Regions from separate parts of the Mus musculus genome. Here region 1 is linked to region 2. A link is a contact called in public promoter capture Hi-C data. All regions are on one chromosome and are shown on one strand. Each heading gives the region's core, a stretch centred on a gene start, on an enhancer-like site or on the middle of the called end of the contact. The rest is flanking DNA. Distances are from core to core; before and after follow the strand shown.

Region 1 (5,235 bases), core at 1,061-3,560, 2.7 Mb before region 2:
ATGTAACAAAACTACTAATAAATTGTACATTCAAAGCAGGAAGAGCAGGAAGGCTAGCACACACTGAGAAGCCACTTGTTTATACTGAGCTGCTTGAGTGAGGAGTGAGCCTTATCTTTGACTCCTGGTGCCTGGCAGTGCAGTCAATAAACACTTGCTATATTAGAAAAAAAGAACGTATTCTTACCCAAGAAGGGGGGACTGGTGGGTGCTGGTGACTGATGATAGAACCAAATATTTAACAATGATATAGCTCAGGCTACTTTCCCCTTTTTCTCTACAACTCCCACTCTATTAGTTGTATTTAAGCATCTGTAACTGTATAGAAGTACATTTGATTTAAAGGCTTCTAGATCGGTTTAAAATACATGCATCTGCTATAAGGTATTTATGAAAAATTAAAAATATTAATAAACTGCGATAAAATCTGATCCAAATTTAATTTAAAATTTAGATTATATGAAAACAGTGGTGGGCTTAAATTCCCCTTCTCCGAAGAGTAACAAGATATAAAGATTTAAAATAACTATATTTCCCTAATAGAGCCAGCCATGTACTACAAGCATAAATTTTTTTTAACTAAACAAATTTCTCACAGACCCAGCAAGATGTTTCTATCAATTAAAGACCACAAAATCCCAAGCAGTAAACACAGCAAGCACCAGGGGGCCTCCCAGGAATAACTTGATACTAAAGGAGAAGGTAAATAAGAAAGAGTTCCTGGTAAAAGTTCTGCCTTTTTCTCAGCCTTAAGGCTGCTGGAAAGCTTTTACATCTGGAGCATATAAACAGAGTTGTTTTGTTGTTGTTGTTGTTTTAAACAGAGAATAAATACTTCGTACTTTAACTAGTTAAAGAAAAGTCACCCCTCTCCACGCTCTTTGGTAAAATTCCAAACACAAACAGCTTCGCTGTAGTAAACACACGCATTCATTAGGAGGCTGACAAAAAGGACTCTTAACCACTCAAAAACGCAATTCTTTTTTACACACTCCACAATTAGTGACGACGCAAATTTTATAGCGTAAAAGGGTTCTTTTGACCAAGACCCGCCTTTAACTTCGAACAGTATCCCCCAACGGACCAATACATTTAACTACTGGCCTCTCCATCTCCTCTTTTCTCCTTATGTTCCCACCAACACAAAACTAATCGATAAAAGCATAAGAACCCGGAACTTCAAATGCTGAGAACACTTGTAAAATACCTTTTAAGCTCAAGAGATTATTCACAACAGACATTTGCTAAGTTTGTGCAGAAATTAAACTCGGCTCAAACATGTTTAAAAAAAAAAAAAAGCCCCCAAATCAACCCCTTCAGCACATGTATCCGGGCGTTTCGTATTTCTAACGGACGTCTTTAACCTGATTCAGGATTTTTACTGTTTTTTTATACTCCAGATAATAAATGGTAAACTAGTCATCGTATCCTCTCCCTAATTCTTTCTAGAGCATCCAGTAAAATGCAAACGATCCGAGAGCCTTACTGGGAAGGTTTTATGTAAAATTCACTACCGGAACGACCATCGGAGGCTGCCAAGGGCAACGCACAAAGAGAACCGAGAAATACACATTCCACGGACACACAAAGCCCAGCGGCAGGCATCCTCGCCCCTTCTTCGGAACGGTCTGCAGAGGCCAGCACAGCGGCCAAGCGGAGCCCGGCCGCCTCTCGGGAAGACTGTACCAGCCGATGGGCCTCCGGCCTCGCTCGGCCCGGCCTCCCCGCCTGCCCGCCCGCCAGCCCGCGCTCCTGGCCTCCTGGGGCACCCGGCCCGCCCGCCCGCCCGCCCGCCTGCCCTCCTCTCCGACCTCAGCTCGAGCGGGAAGGGCCCCGCGGCCGGGTGGGGAGACGAGCCGGCGCCGCACTCACCCTCCAGCAGGCGGGTGATGAGGCTGTCCACGTTCAGCTCCCCGTCCGCCATCTTGTCGGCACCAGACTCTCCTCCCTAAAGCGTTAACAGGGCTTCTCGGCGGCGGCGGCGGCTCGGCGTTCTCACCTACGAGTCACGCGGCGTTTCGACCCCGGCTCCAACTCCCCCCGGGCGCGGGCCCTCCCCCCACCCCCTCCCCGCCGAGCAGCGACAGCGCGCGCACACGCTGGCGGCGCCCACTGGAAATAAATAAATAAACAAGCAGGCCCCCAGGAACCGGGCCGCGTCAGGAACCGGGCCGCGTCAGACCCCAGCCGCCACCGCCTCCTCCACCTCCTCCTCGGCACCGCCCAGCTCCGCAAAGCTCGGCAGCGCCACGGACAGCCCCGCCCTCAGCGTCACTCCCTCCCCTCCGCCCTTGCGGGCCGCCTAGCCGCGCCGAACTGCGCGCACGCGCGCCACGTCCCCTTCCTGCCTCTCCAGCTCCCCGCCCTCCCCTCCGCGGTTGCTAACGCGCAGGAGCGATTCCCTCTCTCAGGCGTTCCACTGCAACGAACAGTCGCCACTACGCAGGCGCAGGGCGGAGCCTGCCTTGCTTGTGAACGCAGAGCCGGCGTAGGCTGGAATGACCTTCCTTCCCTGCTCCCCAGGGCCTGGTGGTTCCGCAGAGTTAACTATTGCGTTCTTCCCGCCTTGCTTTTCTTTTCTAGGTTTCAGTCACTGGTTTTCAAAACAATTGCTCGTATTTCCGCTAACCCGGAAACGTGGGTTTCAGTTGCCTATGTTGGAAACCCAGGTGTGCTGGAGATAAGAGACTTCTCTGTTGAAAAAGATTGACATTGCAGATCAAGGGCTCTGTATCACATCACCAGAGTCGCTGATTCGCCAGGTGACCCTAGAAGAAACAGGATTCAAAGTGGGCCTCAGTCAACAGCAATAAGATTTTACACGCTCCCGACATCTCCATACACTCAGGATACCACTTTTCTATAGTTCTTTTCTGTTCATTGATTTCTTATATTGCTTAATTCTCTTATCTTGTGATTTTTAAACATTTCTCTACTGCACTCGGTTCCTAGAGGATAAAAATCACATTTACCGGGCATAAGAGACCTGTAATCCCTACAACTGGGAGATGGAGGCAGAAGATCCAGAAGCCCAAGGTCATCTTCAGCTACATAATAAATGCTTGCAGTTGGGATAAATTAAAAACAAATACAGGGACTGAAGAGATGATTCAGAGGTTAGGAGCACTGCCTGTTTTTTTGCAGAGGACATGGGTTCAATTCCCAGCACCCACATGGTTACAACTATCTATCTGTAATTTTGATTCTGATAAAAATAAAATAAAAAGAAAAGGACATGATTGCTTCTAGGTATGATGAAGAAAAAGGTTTATTAGAGATAAATGGGAGAACATAGTTGGGAGGAAAGACATCTGGGAATATTCAGAGCGAGCATGACTCTGAGGGGGAGGGAAAGAGAAGATTAGGGCAGGGAGTGTGCATGCCATACATACCCTGTAACAGGTAGGAATGGCTGAGAGAACCTGGGTCCAGTAACCACTTTCACATGTTAAATAAGTACCTCTGTCATTTGTCCCAGGTTTGAGACCTAACAGTTCCAGGGCATCTGATGCCCTCTCGGTCCTCTCTATGGGCACTATACATAGTACACAAACATACATGCAGACAAAGCACTCATATGCATAAAAATACTTTTTAAAAGTAAAGAAGGAAATAGAAAAAAAAAAAAGGAAACCAAGCATGGGAAAGATCAGATTAAACCAGGGGCTTTATTTCCAAAATGCACGCTGGAAGATTCTGTTAACTTGAAAAAGATGGGCTAAAAAGTTGACTCTCTGCTTTCTAGAAACTAAGAAACTGAAACACCAGTTACAAATGGAGGTAGATATTTTGATGCCATTTCTCCAAATCTATCTCTTCCATGACTTTAAGAATTCAGAATACTTGGGAATGCTTATGTAGATGTCTTATGTTTTTATGGGCCCTATAAGTCCCAAGGAAAAGAACTTTTAAGTCTTATCCACAACTAAAGTTCAATTATATGCAGACATGCTAAAAAGGGTACCCCCGTCCAATGGGACTACAAAGAGAAAAAGTGATCATTGAAAAGAGAGTTGCTGTAAACAGGACACAATTCAGTCCGACAGAATTATGGGTTCAAGGAAACAAGAGAGAAGGTCAGAGTTTCCATTCCCCGTCAGGTTTTCCAGTGTCTTGGAAGATTGAAAAAGAAATGGGTCATAGCAGAAAATGTTGGGATTTTTTTTCCAGGGAGGGGCATCATTTTTGTTATTTTTTATTTTGAAACAGTGTCTCACTATGCAGCCCCTTGCTGGCTTGGAACTCACTATGTAGACCAGGCTGGCATCAAACTCTGCAATCTACCTGCCTATTTTTTCCCTAGTGCTGAGATTAAATGTGTGTGTCATTACACAGAGCTGAGAGAATTTTTGTTACTAGTAGTCCAACAAACTTTTCTATGAAATGTCCCCCCAAAAGAAATGTAAAAATTTGCAGAGCTGTGGTGCCAAACACCTTTAATCCTTGCGCTTGGAAGGCAGAGGCAGGCAGATCTCTGAGTTTGAGGCCAGCCTGGTCTACAGAGCAAGTTCCAGGACAGCTAGGGAGGGCTAAAAGAGAAAGCCTGTCTCAAAAAAGAAAGAGAGAAGGAAAGAAAGGAAAGAAAGAGAGAGAGAGAGAGAGAGAGAGAGAGAAGAGAGAAGAAAAAAAAAAGAAAAAGAAAAATCCCAAACAAGCTAACAAACACTTAAGACACTCCCTATCTTCTATATTAATATGTACATATGTACTTTTATTATACACACACTACTCTCCCCTAGTCCAAAATAATTAAAGCGAATATAACTAAATGCCTCTTCTCTGACCTTGGGGCAAAGACTTTTCCTTTATCCTGGCCCCCAAAAGGGACACACAGATAGTCCTCCTCACACACCACCACCACCACCACCACCACCACCACCACCTGGAGTGGGGGAGTAGATTTTTCAGTAGAACAATTTATCTTTATCCTTCAAGATAAACTGAATAGAAAACAAATCCCTAGTGACTGAAGGAATTCATTAACCGTTGTCAGCTAGGAGAACTGTTAAGTAGAGGTAATTAAAGATAGATGAACAGTCACCATCAATGGTGATTAATGGCTGAAATGTTGAGTCTGTGGCCCTTCCCTTTCTCTTACAAGGAGATTACAGGAGCAGTATGTATTTAGGTCAGCCTTAGTTTGTTACAACAAAACCTGTCATCTACATAGGTAAAAGTGTTTCTCTTTTAGTGTGAAAGGATGCCTCCTTCAAACAGCATACCAGGAGTTTGCAC
Region 2 (5,407 bases), core at 937-3,436:
CTCTTAAACTCTATACATGAAAATAATATTAATTTGCCACTCTAATCCCTCCTACAAAATCCTGCCTTTAACTGTAGGCCCTTCACTACCAGATGGTGTCCTGGGTAAATTTAAGACTTAACATACAATCATTTTCAAAGTGTCAGTTTTTAAGAATCCTGCAAAGCAGAACCAAGTCGAAAGGACAATTCTGTTCTATTTGCTTGTTCTTTAGAAAGGCATCAGACAAGGTCTAAAAGTACACGCACATCCTTGAGTATTAAATAATGTAAAAGGCACACGCTATCACACCAATAGTGGACAGGGATAACAAAGTGCCTTCTTTACAATTCTAAAGATGTGGCTGGTGCAGAGGGTGCACACCTTTTTTTAATCCCAGCAGGAGGCAGAGTTCTGTGTTTGGTATCAGGCTGCTATTCAAAGTGAGTTCCAGGACAGCCAGGGGTACACAAAACAATACCAAAAAAGTTTGCAAGCCGGGCGTGGTGGCACACGCCTTTAATCCCAGCACTTGGGAGGCAGAGGCAGGTAGATTTGAGTTCAAGGCCAGCCTGGTCTACAAAGTGAGTTCAGGGACAGCCAGGGCTACAGAGAAACCCTGTCTCAAAAACAAACAAACAAACAAACAAAAAGACAGGCATGGTCTGCCTGGGCAAGAGTGAAGAGAAGACTGAAACTTCCAAGTCAACCATACCTACAAAAGGCAGCATTTCTTCCCATATTTCTTTCATGTTCTTCCTAATTCCAAAGCTCCACCCAAGTGTGTGTACTGATGACACCGTAATCACACACCGGAGGGCAATTCGGCCTGTGGTGGCGATATCCCAAAGTACAACAAAGGAGTCCTTCCAGGAATCAGTAAGTCTACTGTGGGGTTTACTTTACAAACAAGAACAGACTAAGTTCAAATATCAGGGCGCTTGTTCTTTAGGTTGTTCCCTCCTCTGGCTTTTATGTCCAATATTTCTACTAAAACAGTTGCCTTAAAGTTGGTATCACTTCCCTAGCAAGCTGAGCGTCCTGAGATTCTACGGCCTAGAATGCGTAAACCCTAACCACAAATCTAAGGTTCAAATAAAGACGTTACAAAAAAACCAAAGTGGCTGCACTGGGCAGGCACTCCCCACCTTAGAAGGTGGGACCATCCCCACCATTCCCTTTCAACGGTTCACATACAACTTCTTCGGTAACAAAGCTTTTAAAACTTGACAAACCCCTCCTGTTTAAAAAAAAAAAAAAAAACTCCATCTCCAAAGTTTTTAAGACCTTTTAGTTTGCAGTGCAGAGTTCCTTGTCAACACAACCGAAGTAAATTAAGACTTAGTGTAAACTCCAGTTACATAAACTTTGTTACGTAAACCACAGCAAAGCAACCTTCGAGGCCAACATCAAACTAGTTTTAAAAGTAAGCTGAGCCAGGCGGGTCGCCTAGCAAACTTCCCAACAGTCCCTGGAAACCGCCTTGGCCTTCCCACCCGGCCCCCTTCGCTGCCTGGAGGCCTGGGCCGGTGATTGCGCCTTCCATGGGAGTCCTGCTCTTCGCAGGCCACCTGACCCCTTGCTTGCAGAATGCAGTGAGGACGCCAGGACTGGGTGACACCAGCCTTGCCTACTCCTGGAGCTCTGCGGCCGACCTAGCGCGTGCCGGACCCAACCGCCACCTTCGACCAGAGAACTAGGGAAGCGGACCGCAGCTAAGCCCCGAGCTAGGCCTGACCAAGAACGGCAAACGCTCTCCACAGACCCAATCTACAACCGGCCCAGACCAGGAACACCTTAAGCCCCAGACCTAGACACAAGACTACAGCCTAGACTGGAACCCGTTCGGCCTTGTGAGCAGTACCGGCCCCACTGTCGACCCGGTTCCTGCACCCGTATTCCGGGAGCCAAGCGGGTTAGCCCATTCGCAGGCCTTCCCCTCCCGCCGTAGTCAACCCTGCTTTTCGCCGCGGCTCGCGGACCCTCACCGAGGACACGGCGGCCAGCGAGGAGGGAAGTCAGGCGGCCGGTCTCCTCGCGGCTGTGGCACAGCTGCGCTGGTGGCGGTGGCGGCGGCGGCGTCTCCTCGCGCTTTCCTTTCTCTTCTTTTCTCCAACAACAAACAGGAAGTGCGTCACGCGGTGGCGGCGCGGCCCGGCGACGTCGACTTCCGCCCGGCCCTGAAGCTAACGTGCGCAGCAGCCTCCGTGCGCGTCGGACTTGATAGCGCTGGTCTAGCGTTCCGGAAGATTCTCGGAGCTGAGGACGGTGGGATTCTGGAGGGTTTACATAGGCGAAGGTGGCTGAATAGGGCGGGAAGCGTCCCCTTGCGCAAGCTCTGTGCCTGGAGGGCTCTAAAGCCTGAGGCGACTGTAGCCGAACCAAGGAGCCTGCGTTTGCCCGGAAGCAGGCTGGGAGGAAGGACGCTCACAGCCTCTGACACAGTGGATTCGGAGATAAGGACCTGATAGCGTAGTATGACTCACACTCCTATGGACTTGGAGAATTGTGGTCCCGAGGTTCGGCCGACCCAACAAGCAGGCCCGACTTAGAGTGAACCGTGAGAGGCCTCATCATTACCAACTCGCAGTGCTGAATCCAGGGTCTAGATTTCAAACACGGTTATTTTAAAGATGTATTTACTTTTTGTATGTGAATGTACTGTCTTCGGACACACCCGAGAAGGACATCAGATCCCACAATAAGCTCCTGTCTCAATAAATCAATAAGCTCCTGTATAAATAAATAGACATTTAAATCCTCACCCCACCCCCACTTACACCCATAGGATGAGTAGTTTTTCATCTTGCCCAGTAAGTTTCAAAAGGTTAGCTAACACTGCACTGGAAAGTAAGAATGAAAGAGAACATATTGATCTCAGAATGTTATGGTTGGACGCCCACCTTCTCAACGCCTGAGAAGGACAAGCACAGAAGATGTGGAGACCCATGATCTGAAGTCACAGATCCTTGGATGCTCCCTCACATGTAGGATATACTCAACTCCAGATAGAACCCTCCAGAATGGCTCCTTGTCTCCTTGCTTCTGTTCTGCCCCCAAGGTTCCCAAACACTACACTTCCCCTTTTGTGAAACATAGAATTTGGCCAGATCTCTTTTCTAATTGACTTTCAGCCCTACAAGATGGCTGTCCAAGACTGAAATGAAAACTAAGCACAAAAGTTCCCGCCCTTTCCTTTACCTTCCTCCACCTCTCCTTCCACCTTTCTGCTCTCAATCTTACCCACTACCACCCTCAATGGCAGGAATCAAGGAGTCTGGCCTAGTGACGAGTGGAAGGTGTGTGTGCTTGCATACTCCAGGGCTGACAGCCCAGCAACCCAAGCTTTCTATTGAAGCAGCGCCGAAAGACAAAGCCAGTTATAAGGTAGAGAATAGGGAAAGGAGTCCCCTCGCCTCAGAGTCTGGCTGAAGCCTCTTGCCACATGACATTTAAGAATTCTAACACGCAGGGCAGTGGTGGCAAATGCCTTTAATCCCAGCACTTGGGAGGCAGAGACAGGCAGATTTCTGAGTTCCAGGCCAGCCTGGTCTACAGAGTGAGTTCCAGGACAGCCAGGGCTGCACAGAGAAACCCTGTCTCAGAAAAAAAAAAAAAAAAAAAAAAAAGAATTCTAACACAGGGTCTGAGGAGATGACTCAGTAAAAAACATTAGTTGCTCTTTCTAGAGGATCTGAGTTCAATTCCCAACACCCATATCAGGTGATCCACAACTGCCTAGTACTCCAGCTCCAGGGGATGTGATTCACTCCAGACATGTGCATGTTTGCATGTAGACCTAGTTTTATCTTTCCCCAGAGCTTTCAAAAGACCCATGATATTAAATCTATATTAAAGTCTTTTGGGGGCTGGGAATGAACACCTTGTTTGTTTGTTTGTTTATTATTATATCTAAGTACACTGTAGGTGTTTTCAGATGCACCAGAAGAGGGCATCAGATCTCATTACGGTTGGTTGTGAGGCACCATGTGGTTGCTGGGATTTGAACTCAGGACCTTTGGAAGAGCAGTTGGTGCTCTTAACCACTGAGTCATCTCTCCAGCCCCAATGAACACCTTATTAATCCCAGAATTTGGGAGGTAGAGGTGGAGGATCTCTGTGAGGTCAGTTCATCCAAGACTACAGAATATATAGAATGAGACTTCTGTTTTTAAAAAAAGCGGAAAAAAAAATGAAAAAAAAAATATAGGTCTCTGAAAAGAAATCCTCAGGCATCACTTCCATTTCCTGGTTTTTTGTTTTGTTTTTTGGTTTTTGATTTTTGTTTTTTTTTTTTTTGTTTTGTTTTGTTTTTTTTTTTGAGGCAAAGTCTTACTGTCTTGTTTGTGTAGACCTCACTGGCAACAACCTTGAGATAATCTTCTTGCCTTAACCTCCAGAAATTAGAAATTACAGGTAAGAGCCACCATATTCAACACCCCTTGACTGAACAATTTGGAAAAAAAGTGTTCATGGATCTGGGAGTATAAGCCAGGGCTCCAGACAAGCCTTGTGTGCACCAGCTCCTGGGTTCAATCTCTTGAAGACATTTTTCTCAGTGACAACAAAGACACACAAACAGAGTTAATTTCTCTTTGCAGAATAGTGTGCCATGACCCAAACTAAGCTAGCAAGCATAACACAAGTTCAGATTTGTATCTTTTTCCCTTTGGCTGGGACAATCTGACCTCAGTCTTGTGGCTGGCTAGGGTTTTTTTTTTTTTTCCTTTTTTTTTTGGGGGGGGGGGGGTTGTTGTTTGGTTGGTTTTTGATTTTTTGGTTTTTTTTTTTTTTTTGAGACAGGGTTTCTCTGTGTACTCCTGGCTGTCCTGGAACTCACTCTGTAGACCAGGCTGGCCTCAAACTCAGAAATTCACCTGCCTCTGCCTCTCGAATGCTGGGATTAAAGGCGTGTGCCACCACGCCCGGCAGCTGGCTAGTTTTTAAAGAGTTGGTGCAAAGAAAGGAAAAAGACATGGGAGGCCAACAGGTTCCAGAAAGGCAGTGGTGCTTTTGTACAAACAAAATTTTACCAGGTTGGGGAGATTAAAAGATGTGCTGCAAAGTTTTACAAGTAGGATAGATTTGTGGAATCTTGGCAGGCTGGTTATCTTGGATAACAAACAAACCAAAAAATTCTCCTACCTCACCCCCCCCAACCCCCCCCCCCAAAAAGGAAGAGAGAAAAAGAAAACAGAGTAGGATGCAAATGTTATATTTTCCCTCCAAGCATTTATCATATAACTTAGGAACAGGGGTGGTTCCTCTGTAATTTAGCTGCTCTAGATTTTTTGTTTGTTTGTTTGTTTTTGTTTTTGTTTTTCGAGACAGGGTTTCTCTGTGTAGCCCTGGCTGTCCTGGAACTCACTTTGTAGACCAGGCTGGCCTCAAACTCAGAAATCTGCCTGTCTCTGCCTCCCAAGTGCTG

The links. Capture Hi-C pulls out chosen DNA fragments and counts their contacts.
Region 1: a contact with region 2 is called in a promoter capture Hi-C map of liver, with 2.5 times the contacts expected there. The contact joins the promoter of Ppp1cb here to the promoter of Dnajb6 in region 2. A contact is called at or near these places in 1 of 39 promoter capture datasets (pre-B cells) and 1 of 9 other capture datasets (liver).

The regions. Positions count from the first base shown.
Region 1 is chr5:32,456,045-32,461,279 of GRCm38.p6, reverse strand. Ppp1cb (protein phosphatase 1 catalytic subunit beta) reads right to left here and starts at 2,310. Exons shown (of 8, transcript NM_172707.3): 1 at 1,873-2,310. The coding sequence starts at 1,924.
Region 2 is chr5:29,732,677-29,738,083 of GRCm38.p6, reverse strand. It overlaps Dnajb6 (DnaJ heat shock protein family (Hsp40) member B6), which reads right to left and starts at 2,186. Exons shown (of 8, transcript NM_011847.4): 1 at 1,968-2,186. Gm5129 (predicted gene 5129) reads left to right here and starts at 2,148. Exons shown (of 1, transcript NR_028426.1): 1 at 2,148-2,750.